Regions from separate parts of the Oryctolagus cuniculus genome. Here region 2 is linked to region 1. Evidence: chromatin contacts called from public Micro-C data. All regions are on one chromosome and are shown on one strand. Each heading gives the region's core, a stretch centred on a gene start, on an enhancer-like site or on the middle of the called end of the contact. The rest is flanking DNA. Distances are from core to core; before and after follow the strand shown. Region 1 has its middle 47 kb from the start of DUSP1. Region 2 holds the start of ERGIC1 (endoplasmic reticulum-golgi intermediate compartment 1).

The links. A called contact is a pair of places that touch in the nucleus more often than the background predicts.
Region 2: a contact with region 1 is called in a Micro-C map of ear pinna, with 2.6 times the contacts expected there. The contact joins the promoter of ERGIC1 here to the enhancer-like site in region 1. A contact is called at or near these places in 2 of 6 Hi-C or Micro-C datasets (ear pinna and psoas muscle).

Annotation. Positions count from the first base shown.
Region 1 is chr6:59,273,822-59,280,903 of mOryCun1.1, reverse strand. No RefSeq gene overlaps it. Among named protein-coding and RNA genes, the nearest start is that of DUSP1, 47 kb to the left of the region's middle. Within about 2 kb of position 4,158, at least 4 of the 8 cell types and tissues checked have an H3K27ac peak or open chromatin away from gene starts, as enhancers often do. A contact at or near this core is called in ear pinna, where this site is marked.
Region 2 is chr6:59,380,850-59,387,931 of mOryCun1.1, reverse strand. It overlaps ERGIC1 (endoplasmic reticulum-golgi intermediate compartment 1), which reads right to left and starts at 4,477. Exons shown (of 10, transcript XM_051843621.2): 1 at 4,346-4,477. The coding sequence starts at 4,365.

The sequences.
Region 1 (7,082 bases), core at 2,909-5,408:
GAGGCAGGGTGCTGGGGACATTCATTGGTTGCCCAGCACACATTCCTCCCAGCAGCCTCACATCCATTTTTAAGTATCTACGCCTCTCAGGAGGAGCTCCCCCAACTCCAGGAAGCGCTCTGATGGGCTGGAGCTAATTAGCATATCCATTCCCTTGGCTGCAGGCATTGGTTCAGGGGTGGTTATGTCACCCAACACCTTCCAATCGGAATAGCTGTCCAATGGGTGCTTGAATGGGGTTGGCAGGTGTTTCCTGCTGGAGAGATGAATGAGCCAGGGGCCCAGGTGAGAGGTTAGGATAAAGCCACATGGAGGATGTGTGGAGACAATGGAGATGCGCGCAGTCAGCCGGCACCCCTCGGAGAGTTCACTTCTCAGTCAGCAGGCCGTAAACCCTCGTGTTTACAGGGAGTGGAGGTGCGGAGTTGCTTGTAGCCAGAGCTGCCCTGGTACCTTGGGACGTTTGAATTCCAGAGCCCGAGTCTCTTGCCTGGCGCAGGAGGCTTGTCTGGGTGTCCACCTCCCTAAGGTCGAACCCGTCCGTGCCATCTGCCTCTGTGTGTTGAGGGCCAGCTACCAGGTTTACAAAAGACCATTGCAAAACAGCTTGGCAGGAGGCGTGGTCCCTTCTGCGCAAGTTTCCTTGTTGTCCCAATTTTTTAATGAAACGCCAGCCTTGAGAGAAGACTTTGCTGATTGTAGACTGCCACCCTCCCTGCCCTTCCTCCTGCCCTTCCTCTCTGCCTCCCTCCCTCCCTTCCTTCCTTCCACAAATAATAGCAAAGACTGCAGCTTGGTGCTCTGCCAGGCGCTGCAGATACAGAGGTGAATAAGTCACAAAGCCCGTCCTCCTGAAATTCACAGCCCAACTGGGAGGCAGCCGAGTAAGCAGCTAATTACTACCTGCGCTAATTGCCTCGATGGTAGCATTCAGCCCTGCGTGTAATTGGAGCAGAGGGAGCCAGCTGCCTCACTCTCCTGCGTGGGGGTGGGTGGGTCAGACATGGTGGTTGCAGCCAGAGCTGTCTTGAGGATGGTGACAGAGCCAGTGGGGTGAGGGAGGCGCAGGGAGGAGACCCGGGCAGAGGGCCCAGCCTGTTGAAAGGTGTAGCCAGGAGGCGGGGCTTGTCTGTTCAAGGAAATGGAAGTGTATCTCGGAGAGGGTGGCAGGGGTGCAGGGTTTGGGAGGCTGAGGCCCAAGGCTGGAGAGGTTGACAGGGGTCAGAGACTGAGTAACTGAAGACCACGCCATGGTCAGGGATGGGATCTCAAACCTCTGGGGAATAATGTAACATGGTCAGATGTCCTTCGGGAAGGTCACTCAGCACGAGGAGCCATTATGGAGGGCAGGCCTGGAGTCTGTGCCCGAGTCCCTGCACCCCAAGCCCCTATCCCCCCACCAGGGGCAGTTGAGCCTCTAACTACCCCCCTGAACCCTCAGTGAGCCTGGTGTTCAAGACAGAGGCGCTGCCTGAGATGCCAAGCAAAGATGGGGTCCTCTTGACCCAGGCCCCTAAGCCAGCTCTCTCAGTCTCTGACTGCGTGGTCTGGTCCCTTCAGAAGGGTCATTCATGTTCTTTATCCGCACCTTGGGCATAGTTCCACCTGCTCCCTGACCACGTGGGCCGGGGCTTTAAAGCCAGTTTCTCAGACTCCCATGGCTCCTGGCTGAGTCAGAGCCTCGATGGGCCTCACTGCTCTGCTCCAAGCTCCAGGGACCCCACCCTCCCCCTGCTAAGCTCAGGAGATGCTCTAGGTCACCTCTTGAGGTTCACGCATCAGTGTTCGGTTCACACAAGAAGCTGCCAGAACTTGCTGATAGTCTGTCGCCAGCAATGTCACATGTCCCCAGCCCTGGATGACCCCAAACTGGAAAAGCCTCTTCCCTGGGCCATTGCTGTCATCTTTCCTCTGACTTCCTTCTTGTGGATTAATGGGTAGATGTAGACTCAGGGCAAATGGTCTTCCTTCCATCCATCCATCCAGCCAGCCACACATGCATCCACCCATCCATGCAACCACCCTCCCAATGGTCCATCCTCCACCCTCCATCCATCCCCCTATCCATCCATGAGTGTATTTGTCTGCCACCATCTGACCTCCATTCAATCCGTTGTCCATTTATCTGTTTATTCATCCTCATTGAACTCCTCTGTACAGGAACAGTGCTGAGCTCTGGAGAGAGATAGGGGGGCAAGTGGGATGGGCTCAGGCCTCTCTCATTCGTGGTGTGTTTACCCAGGGCGGCATCCGCACGGCCATGCGGTGGAGCGCAGGGCACACGGTTGGGAGGTGCCGAGATCCGCAGAGGTCAGGGTAGAGTCTGGCGGGGAAAGCAACTGCACGCGAGTTCATGTGACAGTTATAGACCACGACAGTGTGGCGGAGGAGGAAAACAGCCGGGTTGACGGGAGGGCTGGTGCTAGACCTGGACAGTGGGACCAGGAAGCTGTGGACTACATTTGCTGGTGGGCGAGCTCAAAGAATCTGGACGGCGATGGCCAGGGAGCCTGCAGGGCCTGAAGAAGAGCAGCCAGCTCTCTGGGTGGCTCTGTGGCTTCTGGGGCACAGGGAGCCTGGGTCGGTCAAGTCTCAAGTCCGCCACTCCCTGACTGTGACCTCGAGCAGGCCACCTTTCCTCCTAGGCCCCCAGGGTCATAACCGCGAGGGGACTCTGGGTGGTGATGACGATGTACATGAAACAACACGGGCAGCCCAGCCGGGCACGCAGGACAGGATAAACACATGTGCCCAGCTGTGCTCCGTTCTCTCTGCCCTCTTCTCACCAGTGGCCTTGGGGACCTCCCGGACCTCTGAAGACCCTGCTGTGCCTGTGGTTCCTCCTGCAGCTCCCCCACCTGTAAAGTGGGGGCGAACCTGTGCCCGGCCCCTGGTGAGCACTCGGCCCACGTCAGCCGTGGTCGCTTCCATCCAATCCTTGTCTGATTTTCTCCAGAAGCTCGCCAGGGCGGTGAGATGTTCCTCCTCCTTCTCACTTGCTTATTCATCACCGGTCCCCTCTTTCCCTGTAGCCTGGAGGTTCCCAGGGCAGGGTCTTAGTTCCCTGTGCACTCCTGGTTCACGGTATAGACCCTGGCGCATAGTAGGAGCGCAATGAGAGAAAGAAGGAAGAATGGTAGAGAAGACAGAGGGGAGGAGAGAGGGCGTTAGGGGTCCGTGGAGGGGCAAGGAGGGGAAGCTGGTGGGGAGAGATCCCAGCCGCCTCCCCCATGGAGGTGGGCCTGGAGCATTGTTGGGGTTAACAGGCTCAGAAACCCTCCAGAGGGGCCTCCACTTCTTTTATTTTTTTTTTAAGATTTATTTTATTTATTTGAAAGAGAGGTAGAGACAGAGAGAGAGAGAGGTCTTCCATCCGCTGGTTCACTCCCCAAATAGCTGCAATGACTGGAAGTGGGTCAATCTGACTCCAGGAGCCAGGAGCTTCTTCCAGCTCTCCCACGTGGGTGCAGGGGGCCCAAGGACTTGGAACATCTTCTACTGCTTTCCCAGGCTTCAGCAGAGAGCTGGATCGGAAGAGGAGCAGCTGGGACTCGAACCGCCATATGGGATGCTGGTGCTTCAGGCCAGGACCTTAACCCGCTGAGGCTGGTTCTCACCAACTGTGTGACTGCGCGTGGAAGGAGCGCTGGCTTGGGCGCTAACAAGGGGTGTCTGGCGCCCCCTGCTGGTGACTCAGGGGAAGGGCACTTAGGTGGCCCTTGGAGTCCCTGGTGTAAACAAACACAGCCAACGATGACAGCCAGAGCAAGCACTGTGAGTGATTAGCTGGTCCTTGTATGTCACACAGTGCATCCGCCACTTTGAAGACGTAGTGGATTCATTCCCGCTTCCTGGAAACGCGGCTGCCATTGTCCCCTGGACTCGGGCAGAGAGCATTGTCCTGTGGACTCCGGCAGAGGGGGCCTGGCCCATGCCCTGTAGCTGTGGAATGGCCAAGTTTGGATTCTAATTCAGGTCTTTGCCTCAATGCGGGGCCAGGCAGTGTCATGGAGAAGGGCAGAGAGGGCGTGGAGGGCTCTGTGGGCCCCTGGGCAGGCTCTCTCATGGGGCCTCCAGGCTGTCCCAAGGCCCTTCCCCCAGCCCAGTGTCCCAGCTGGGGAAACTGAGGCCACAGCCCCGTGGGGACTGCAAGATAGGGGCTAGGACTCCTGCTCTGGGGGCACAGGCGGTTCCCCAAGGCAGGGGAAGGCAGGCGCGTGCACTGGTTCCCATGGCCTATGCCAACCTCCTCAAGTTCAAGACCTGAGGGTCAGGTTGGCAGAATGGGCTGGGCTCCCGGTGCGTGCTCTGAAATGGTGGCCTTGTCAGGACCAAGGCCCCTGCCTGCCACTGTCCAGAGGTCCCTTCCCCACCTGGGGGGTGGGGGAGACACACTGTGACGTCAGGGAGACCACCGTTCTGATCCTGGTGATCTCCCCCACCTCTCCGAGTCTCAGTGTATCCCTCTGTGAAATGGGACCCATCCCAAGCCTCCTCCCTTCGGGCTTGGCTGAGGACACGCACATAAAGGCCTGGGCACACAGGACTTGCTTGAGAAGTGGCACGTGGGGCACACCACAGACACAGCGGCCGCGCCTCAGTGGCTCTTCAGGGCTGAGAGGCAGGTGTTGTGCGATGCCCCTGCAGACTCGGGGAACCAGCCCTGAAGCCCGGCACCTCCTCGCAGCCGCCTCTCTCTGCTGGCGGCCCCTCCCTCCGAGCCCTCCCTCCCTGCCCCGTGGCAGCCAGGGCAGCCTCATCTTACGGGGGCTTGCATCCCTTTAGCCTGTGCAGTGAGGAGCGAGCGCATGGTGGGAGCCCACGATGCATCTGATGAATGAGATGCAGCCTTTTATGCCCACTCTACAGACGAGGGGACTGAGGCTGGGAAGGCAGAGGCCATCCTGCCTGGTAGAACCCTGAGCTCGACCTGGAGGCACCCACAGAGAACAAGCCAGGTTCCTGGAGCCCTGGGAGGCGCTGACTCCCCTGGGTGGAGCAGGCCTGGGATCAAAGGCGGCCCAGCAGGAAGCCCTTCCCATGCCGACTTCCCCAGAACTAGGCCACGCTTTGACGTCAGCACGTCCACATTCCTGCCCTCCAGCCCCAGGCCTGGTGCTGGCCTGGCAAACAGGAAGCTGGGCCCCGGGCGGCGGGAGGGGTGTGTTGGGGGCAGGGAGGTGCTGTCCACTCCAGTTCCCGGCCCGTGCCTACCTGGCCAGGGGCATGTGGGAGGGTGTCTGTTAGAAAGGACCCTGAGGGGATGCTGAGCGCTGGCCCAGCTCGCTCTGGTCCGATGAAGCTCACCACTAAACACTAATGGCTACCAGTGACCCACCAGCCCCTCTGGCCATGGACTTCTCGTGGCTTCTGGGCACTGGCAGGTTAAACCTGGCGCCCAGAGTTCCTCAGTTCCGGGGTGTGTGTGTGTGTGTGTGTGTGTGTAGGGGCAGGGCAGGGGCGTGGCCCTGGGCGGACTGACCCACAGCCTGGAGGTCCGGCATCACAAAGGGCAAATCCCACCCTCCTTTCCCGGCTGCCTCAGCCCCAGGCAAATGGACCCAGCCACTTCCGATTCCCAAACCCAGCGTCTTTTCTGCATTGGGACCATCCCCCACCCACCCCCCCAGCTTTCATGGGAAAAACCCAAGGGTCAACAAGGAGAGGAGACACAGGGCCGCCCACAGAACCAGCATGGGTGGGGCAGAGCCAGAGGTCACCCCTGGGGCTGGCACTGGTGGGGTGCAGAGGAATGCACAGTCAGTGATCTCCCCAGGGGAGCTGAGCCACCTGCTTCCCACCCCCCTGCACCCTGCAGGGGTGTCTGAGGGGCTCCTGGAGGGCACCGAGCTGCAGGTCACGCGTGAGCGTTTTCTCCCCACTGGGCCTCCCCTCACTGGTTCTCAAGGTTTCTGGGTGGGGTCCTGGTGAGCCCAGGTGCCCGGCTCCTTCCCCTGACGTGGGAGCCCCTCATCCCCATCCTCATAGCCTCCTACTAAACCCTGCCTGCCAGGGAAGGAGTTGGACGAGTTCTATGGTTGTGGCGCCCTCTGGTGGCCAGCGTGCAAAGGCGCGGCCGACGGGAGCCTGGTCCCGGAACTGGGCAGCCTCGCATCCTGTGGGATCCAGTCTCGAAGCTTATTCCTTCCTCTCTTCTGCAGACATCCTTTTGGAGTAAGCGTGCTCAGCCCTGGGATGGGAATCAGGGACCCGCTGGGACCAAGCTGCTCCGACCACGCTCAAAGGGAGTGTGGAGTCAGTCCATCGGGAGGGGAGAAGTTACTTGCAGACCCTGCAGAGAGGGGTGAACGCCGCTTGCATTAGGAGCCTGTGGAGCTTTTTAGCTCAGCGTGCAAGAGAGCATGCCTGGGGGCTGGCTGGGGAGTGTTCAGACAGCCAAGGCCCCTGAGAGGAGCCTGGGGAGCAGACAGGGGGCGGTGTGGACAGGAGGGAGACAGCCCTGGGAGAGTCCCAGTGAGCAGTCTCAGTCATATCCTGGGCACGATTTTTTTTAAAGATTTTATTTATTTATTTGAGAGGTAGAGTTACAGATGGAGAGAGAAAGAGACAGAGAGAGAGGTCTTCCTTCCATTGGTTCACTCCCCAAACAGCCACAACGACCAGAGCTGCGCCGATCTGAAGCCAGGAGCCAGGAGCTTCTTCTGGGTCTCCCACATGGGTGTAGGGACTCAAGGACTTGGGCCATCTTCCACTGCTTTCCCAGGCCACAGCAGAGAGCTGGATTGGAAGTGGAGCAACCAGGACTAGAACCAGAGCCCATATGGGATGCTGGTGCCGCAGGCGGAGGATTAACCTACTGCGCCATGGCACCGGCACCAGGCACACATTTTAAAAACAAAGGAAGTGCACCAGTTCTTTAAAAAAGTTTTTATAAACTTTTTTTTTTTTTTAATTCAGTGCGTAGTGGATGAAGCTGCTACCCGCACTGCCGGCATACCATATGGGCACCAGTTCCTTTCCCAATGGCTCCACTTTCAATCCCGCTTCCTGCTAATGTTCCTGGGAAAAGTGGCAGAAGATGGCCCAAGTGCTTGGGCCTCTGCCACCCATGTGGGAGATCT
Region 2 (7,082 bases), core at 3,228-5,727, 110 kb before region 1:
CAGGGTCTTGACTGCTATGTCCAACACCTGCCCCGTTTTCCCACACTTTTTGAAGAACACTCATACACGTAAGATTCTTACAATCACGCCTGGTACTAATAAATGCTCAACAAACATAAAACACTGGCTCTTTCCACATAATTTTCTCTGTGGCCTAATTTAGTATTTCCTTTTTGCCCTGTCAGGTCTATTTATATTTTCTTAACCGTGTTGCACAGTGGGTCTTGCTGGCTTCCTGGATTTCTCTGCAGAGAGGCAGAGTAGGAACACAGGCATTCAGGTTGGTTGCTCTCTGCTGAGGGCTCACTGTGTGTGTGGAGCTCCCTACAGTGGCTGAGGCTTAGCAGGGTGCAGGGACTGAGGGGCGACAGGGCTCTGCAGGGGCCCTAGCAGGCAAAGACACATGCACTAGGAAGCCCAGAGCAAGGACACCCACTGGGAGGCCGAAACCAGGAGATGAGAAAAATCATATATGCTTTGGAAAGCTCGCCTGGGGGGTCTTGAGGAGATCTGGGGTCTCCTGGAGGGGGAGAGACTACCTGGAAGGTCAGAGTGAGGGGTGATGGGGGCCGTCCCAAAGGCACTGCAGCAGGCCCACGGTCATGACCAAACACCCCCTGCAGTCCTACAGGGTCACCTGCTCAGCACAGTTCACCCTTGGCTTCATGCTCCGCTGCTGCTTTTTCCTAACAGCTCTTCAGTAAGCTCTGCAGGTTATGTATCTGGTCCTCCACCACCAGGACATCTCCCCTGCCCGCCAGCTGCCCTACCAGGTCAGAGACTGAGGGTTACCATCCCTTGCTTCACATGAAGAAACTGAGGCTGTGGTAGGGGAAATCAACTGTCCCAGGGCACAGCTGGACAACGGCAGGCCAGGGGCAGCCCTGGGCTTGTGGTTTCAACTTGAGCCAAAAAGAGCTCAGGCTCCACTGGGCTTGGGATGCAGGAACTGCCCAGTGCTGTTACCCATGCCCTTCCCCCTCCTAGGCTGGCCTCCAGAACACACGTGGCAGGTGCTCTTGGCCCCAGGCCAGCCGGAACTGGGTACAACGCCCACGGATCTAGGTCATGAGGCCAGTCGCACAAGTGCACAGGTCCAGCTAATAATAAAACCATGTAACAGGAGCAATGCAAACATGGTTTATCATTTAAGGCCAGGATCCTTCCTCTGAATTCTGCCACCTCCTCCTAGCTACCAAACAACTTAGAAAAAGTAAATCCAAGGTCAGAGGAGGGAGAACTCAGGGCTGACAACCTGCCCAGGACAGGAAGAACTGGTGTATCCATTTGCTATGCCTCCGGCTTCCCTGGACAAACCTCAAGAGGCATTTCTGAGGGATGAGTCTGGCTCAAGCACCCATCACGGTGCTAGCACTATAACCTGGAATTCACCAGGTAAAAATTCTTGCCCTCGGGAGCTCAGGTACTAATGGGAGGCAGACAGAGAACAAGCATAATAAGCAAGGGAATTATACAGAGTGTTAGATTACTTGTGCTTAAGAGAAATGATACAAATAATGAACACAGTGGCCAAAATGGGCACCTGCTGTCTGAACGCTGTACACACACATCCGCAGCAATCCTGCTTCAGTGACTACGATAACCATTTCCATTTCACAGACAGGTAAGCACACCAGCGCTACACAAGCTGTGCACGTTCCTACAGAAGTAGGAAAACAAGGCGTTATCATAGGAACGGGCAGAGGGCAGCTTGGCCCTGCCTGACCTTGTCTTAAGAGGAACAGCACAAGCAGGAGGCCTGCTTAGCTCCTTGGCCTGGACCTGGGGCAGGACCTCTCACCACAGCCTGCCCTACTGCACTCCCCAACATTGCCCAAAGACCTGACCGACTTGGGGGACCTGCAAGCCCTCCCTTTACCCCACAGCTCTGAGTTCAAACCCCAGCTCATGCACTGCGTGGCCCAGGGCAAACAGGCTCTATTCAATGGAGTACCCCTGTCCTTTGATTCCACGTGAAGGTGAAGCTTCCCTCCATCAGATGACCAGGCAATGCTGGCAATGCCAGCCCCCACCATGTGTGACCAGTACTAGATGTGGCCTGCAAGTGGACTCTGGGATCCCACTGGCTGCCTCCCCACACGGGGCAGGCATGCGGCTGAGGGTTGGGCATGGTGGGGGACACTCCACCCACACTGAATGAATGAATGAATGAACAGTGAAGAGGAGCGAGGCGCCTGGGGATGGTGGGATCTGCCTTAGAACCAAGCCCTGGAGCCTTGTAATTAACAGATTGCAGGTTTTCAGGAACTAATGGCACAACCTCCAAGGTGCAAACACAGAATGCTGAATACATTTTCTCCATTCTTCCAGGAGTCCACGCCCTTGAGGAATTTATTCAAACACCTCATCTAGCTGGGGCCTGATGGCATCTGGGCACTCAGAACCTGAAGCAGGGCCAGGGGCCCCCAGGGCAGCCAGCTGCTCAGGCCTGGCCCCTTTCCCCACTTCCATCAAGGCCTTCTACAGGGCTGTCCACAGCCAGGCCCCTCCAAGGCCAAAGGCTGCAGTTGGCACCACCTGTTTTCCTTGCTTCAGCTCACCTGTACCCCAAACCTTCAACTTATCAGCACAAGGCTAGGGGACTATGCTTGACCGGGGACCCTGGCCTACCCTTCCCATCTTGTATCCATGAGGTCTAGGGCAAGACCCTCAGCCCTGAAGCCCCAACTTATCCCTGAAAGATGGGGTGAGATACAAACCAAAAGCATAGATAATGAGATAATGACCAAAAGCAGTGATTTATACAAGCCCCAAACCACCAGCACTTTCTGAATCGCATGCAGACTGAGGAGGGGACAGGAATCTTTATCGCCAGCCTAGATGAAGCAGAGGCTCTGTGGAACCTGGAGTCAACGTGCCAATTCCAGCTCTCACGGCCCAGAAGTTACCTGGTGGGATTAAGACTACACCTGGATTCCATCATAGGGGCTCTCCCTGGTGGAAACCGAAGACATTTGTCTCGGGGACCCTGATGCCAGCCTCACGGCTGCCTGGAAGGTGCAGAAAGTTGGCAAATATTTGCCAGATGTTATCAGTACCCGGGACAGGTTGGAAAACCACGTCAGCCAGTCAAGAGACCCAAGGCTCGTGTCCCCTCCAGGCCGTGAACCCCAACTTGCTCTCATGCCATGGGGGTCCCTGCAGGCCAGTGACCTTTCTCTTCTGGGTACTCTATCACTTTATGCTGACTTCATCTACATCTCATAGGCAGGAGGCAAGGGCGGCTTAGGCATTGGGATCTGTCTTAGGGACAGAGAGAAACCTCTCCAGAGAAGCCCCCATCCACCACTGCCCTACCTCTGAGCTCTAAGCCATGCAAACCCTGCTAAAGGTGTCTCATGCACTCAGTCCTTGCAGGCAGGGGCCTTATTTTCACGCCAATTTGCAGGTGGTCAAACGGAGATGGCTCAGACACTTGCAGATGAGTGAGGCTGGAGCTAGCGTCTTTGCACCTAACTTCTAGAATATACCAAGCTGACCATAGAGGCGGCAGAGCCAGAGTTAGCTGCTTCGTAGAACCTTCGGCCAGGGTTCTAACCCAGCTCCTCCTCTGGCCAAAGCCCTGCCGTTTTCCCAGCCAGACACTGTCAGTGTGCCTGCGTGAGGCCAGGGCATCCCCTGGGGTTCACACCTCTAGGTAACCACCTGGGGGAGACCCCTCCCAGAGCAGACTTCCAGAAAGCAAGGTCAGGCCCAGCACACAGGCAGACCCCACAAAGGACCCATTGTGGGGCTGCAGAAAGCTAAGGCCAAACCCGCTCCAGGCCTCAGGCTCCTGGGCCTCCTCCCCTTACCGTGGTGCCCCCACACCTAGAGCACAGAGGCAGGCCTAGGGGAACAGGCCTTCCGATCTGCCCAGCCTGGAAGGGCCCCAGGCTGTGGAAACCTAAAACCTTCCAGCTGTTGCCAGGCCGGAAGGGACTGCAGACCCCTGTGGATTCCTGGGGGCTCCCTGGAGGCGCCCCAGCCCCACCTGTCAGCTGGGGTCCACTAAAGGAGGTTCAGCAACACGAAGGAAAAGATGCTGAGCTACTCCCAGCTGGGGGAGGGAGTCGTCCTATTTCTCAGTTCGGGGGTCCAGGCGGATGCAAGGTGTCCGGGCAGACTGGAGAGGGGGCTGGGCGGAAGAAAGGGGGTGGGTTTGTCCCCCGCCACACGCAGGCCTAGGCGGGGGCCCCTCTGGCTCTGGCTGGCTCCGCGGGCAGCAGGGACACGCTGGGGGGTCCCCGCGGGCCTTCGAGGCATGCATGGGGCGGGGGCCCACTTCAGCGTGCAGGGCTCAGGGGTCAGCGGCGTGCAGAGCGCGGGCAGACGCCACACTCACCTCCTGAAGTCAAAGGGCATCGTGCCGCCGCCGCCGCCGGGCCGGGAGCGCTGCAGGCCAGGCGGGCCGCGGCGCCGCGTGGGTCCCAGCCCGCCGCCGACGCCTCCGCGCCGCCCCGCCCCCGCCGGCCGCCCGCCCGCCGGCGAGAGCCGCCCCGCCCCGCCCCGCCCTCTCCAGGAAGTGACGCCTGCGCAGCCTATTGGACTGCGCAGCCTATTGGACGCCGCACCGCCCGTCCGCCCCTTCCGCCGCGTGGTCAAAGGGCCCGCGGGCCGGCCAGCGGAGGGGCTCGGTGCCCGCCGGTGCCATGCGGAGGTTCCTTTAAGCCGCAGCTTTGCTGTCCTGCACGTTCTCTGTGCGTGGACTCGGGCGCGTGCCCCTGGTTCTCAGGGCCCCGGGGTATGCCTTGGCGAAGCGGTTGCCCTGAGCTAAGAGCATTACGGGGGATGATCCAGGTTTGAGCCACGCACGGCTCCTGCTAGGGGAAGGGGGGGAGGTCGGGCAGCCCCACCCTTGCTGTGCCTCTCTGGGAAAGTCCACGGGCTTCTCCGAGCCCCCCGCCCCTGCCCACATCCGCACGAAGAGGAGGACACCGCCTGGAGGGAGGAGGGGGTCCCCGGGACTCCACAGGGGGAGTTGGAAGACGGGCTTGGCGCAGTGCCTGACGCCTGCTAAGGGTGCCGCCACCCCCGGCTCTTGTGTTTGGCTTGGTAGCTGCTGCCACCCGGGTTCGCTGCGGCGGGTATTCGCTGAGCACCTGCTCCGAGCCCACGCTATCCAGCTCGTGCACGGGTGTCTGGGAGGCAGACAGGCGACTGCACAGTGACTTCGTCCCAGGTGGACTGTGCGAGTCACCCCAGCTTTCGAGCCTTGGTTTATTCCTCAAAAGCAGAAATAGAAAGCTACTTCCTCGCTTTCTGCTGGGTTAGGGAATGTAGTTCAGACGCACAAAAGACATGTAGCCTTGAACTCTCCCAAGGTTCACGGTTGTGACAACACTGGGTTTGAACCCCACCTCCAGGAGGAAGGCAAAGGGGCGCAGTTTTCTCCTCCGTAAAGAGGGGAGCCCGGTGCCTTGCTGAGGTGGGGTCTGGGTGGAGTGGTCATGGACCCAAACCCTTCCCACGGAGCGCACACATGGCCTGGTCAAATGCTTCCCCTTCCCTCTGGCCTCCTGTATTCCCTCACCATTCATTCACTTACTCAACAAGTGCCTGACCCACTTGCAAAAGAGGCCTAGCCAGCGCTGCGGCTCACTAAGCTAATCCTCCACCTGCGGCGCCGGCACACCGGGTTCTAGTCCCAGTCAGGGTGCCGGATTCTGTCCCGGTTGCCCCTCTTCCAGGCCAGCTCTCTGCTGTGGCCCGGGAAGGCAGTGGAGGATGGCCCAAGTGCTTGGGCCCTGCACCCCATGGGAGACCAGGAGAAACACCTGGCTCCTGGCTTCGGAACGGCCCAGCACCAGCTGTAGCAGTAATTTGGGAGGGGGGAGGGGGTGTGAACCAACCAACGGAAGGAAGACCTTTCTATCTCTCTCGCCCTCTCTCTCTCTGACTCTGCCTGTCAAAAAAACCAAAACCAAACAAACAAAAAAAGCCTAGCCCCGAATGTTGAAATCATGAATGAGACTCTGGGACTGGAGGATCCCACCATCCCCAGGCACCTTGCTTGCTCCTCTTCAGTGTTCATTCATTCAGTGTAGGTGTAGTGTCCCCCACCATGCCCAACCCTCAGCCACATGCCTGCCCCGTGTGGGGAGGTGGGAGGAGCAGCCAGTGGAGTCCCAAGAGAAGATGTGTGCGGGAGCCCACTTGCAGGCCACATCCAGCACTGATCATGCGTGGTGGGGGCTGGCGTGCCGACATTGCCTTCACCTTCACATAGAATCAAAGGACAGGGGTACTCCATTGAATAGAGCCTGTTTGCCCTGGGCCACGCAGTGCATGAGCTGGGGTTTGAACTCAGAGCTGTGGGGTAAAGGGAGGGCTTGCAGGTCCCCCGAGTCGGTCAGGTCTTTGGACAAGGTTGGGGAGTGCAGTAGGGCAGGCTGTGGTGAGAGGTCCTGCCCCAGGTCCAGGCCAAGGAGCTAAGCAGGCCTCCTGCTTGTGCTGTTCCTCTTAAGACAAGGTCAGGCAGGGCCAAGCTGCCCTCTCTGCCCGTTCCTATGATAACGCCTTGTTTTCCTACTTCTGTAGGAACGTGCACAGCTTGTGTAGCGCTGGTGTGCTTACCTGTCTGTGAAATGGAAATGGTTAGCGTAGTCACCAGAGGAGGACCGTTACAGGATGAGATGGTGTGTGCACAGCATCCAGACAGCAGGTAAGCAGGAAGAGGGTAGAGGCCTTGAGCAGCCACTGGCCCAGAGGGCTGCTTGTTGGCGGGGTGTGAGAAGGAAGTCTTGCAGTGGTGGACTTCTGACCCTATTCCACCCTCCCAACCCAGGGTGCACAGACGAGCTGCTTGGGCATCATAGCATAGGTTCTCACCCCCTGCCCAGACCTACTGAGCACTTAGCATGATCTCCAAAGACAACGAGTGTCCGGCACAGAGTAAGTGCCATGAAGAGTTGACTATCGTTGCATTTTTTTTTTCTGTTTTTTTGTTTTGTTTTGTTTTGAGAAGGAGAGAGACAGAGAAGGAAATAGACAGAGCTGCCATTCACTGGTTGCTCACCAGATGCCCACAACAGCTAGGCCTGGGCCATCCTGAAGCCAGAAGCCAGGAACTTTATCTGGGT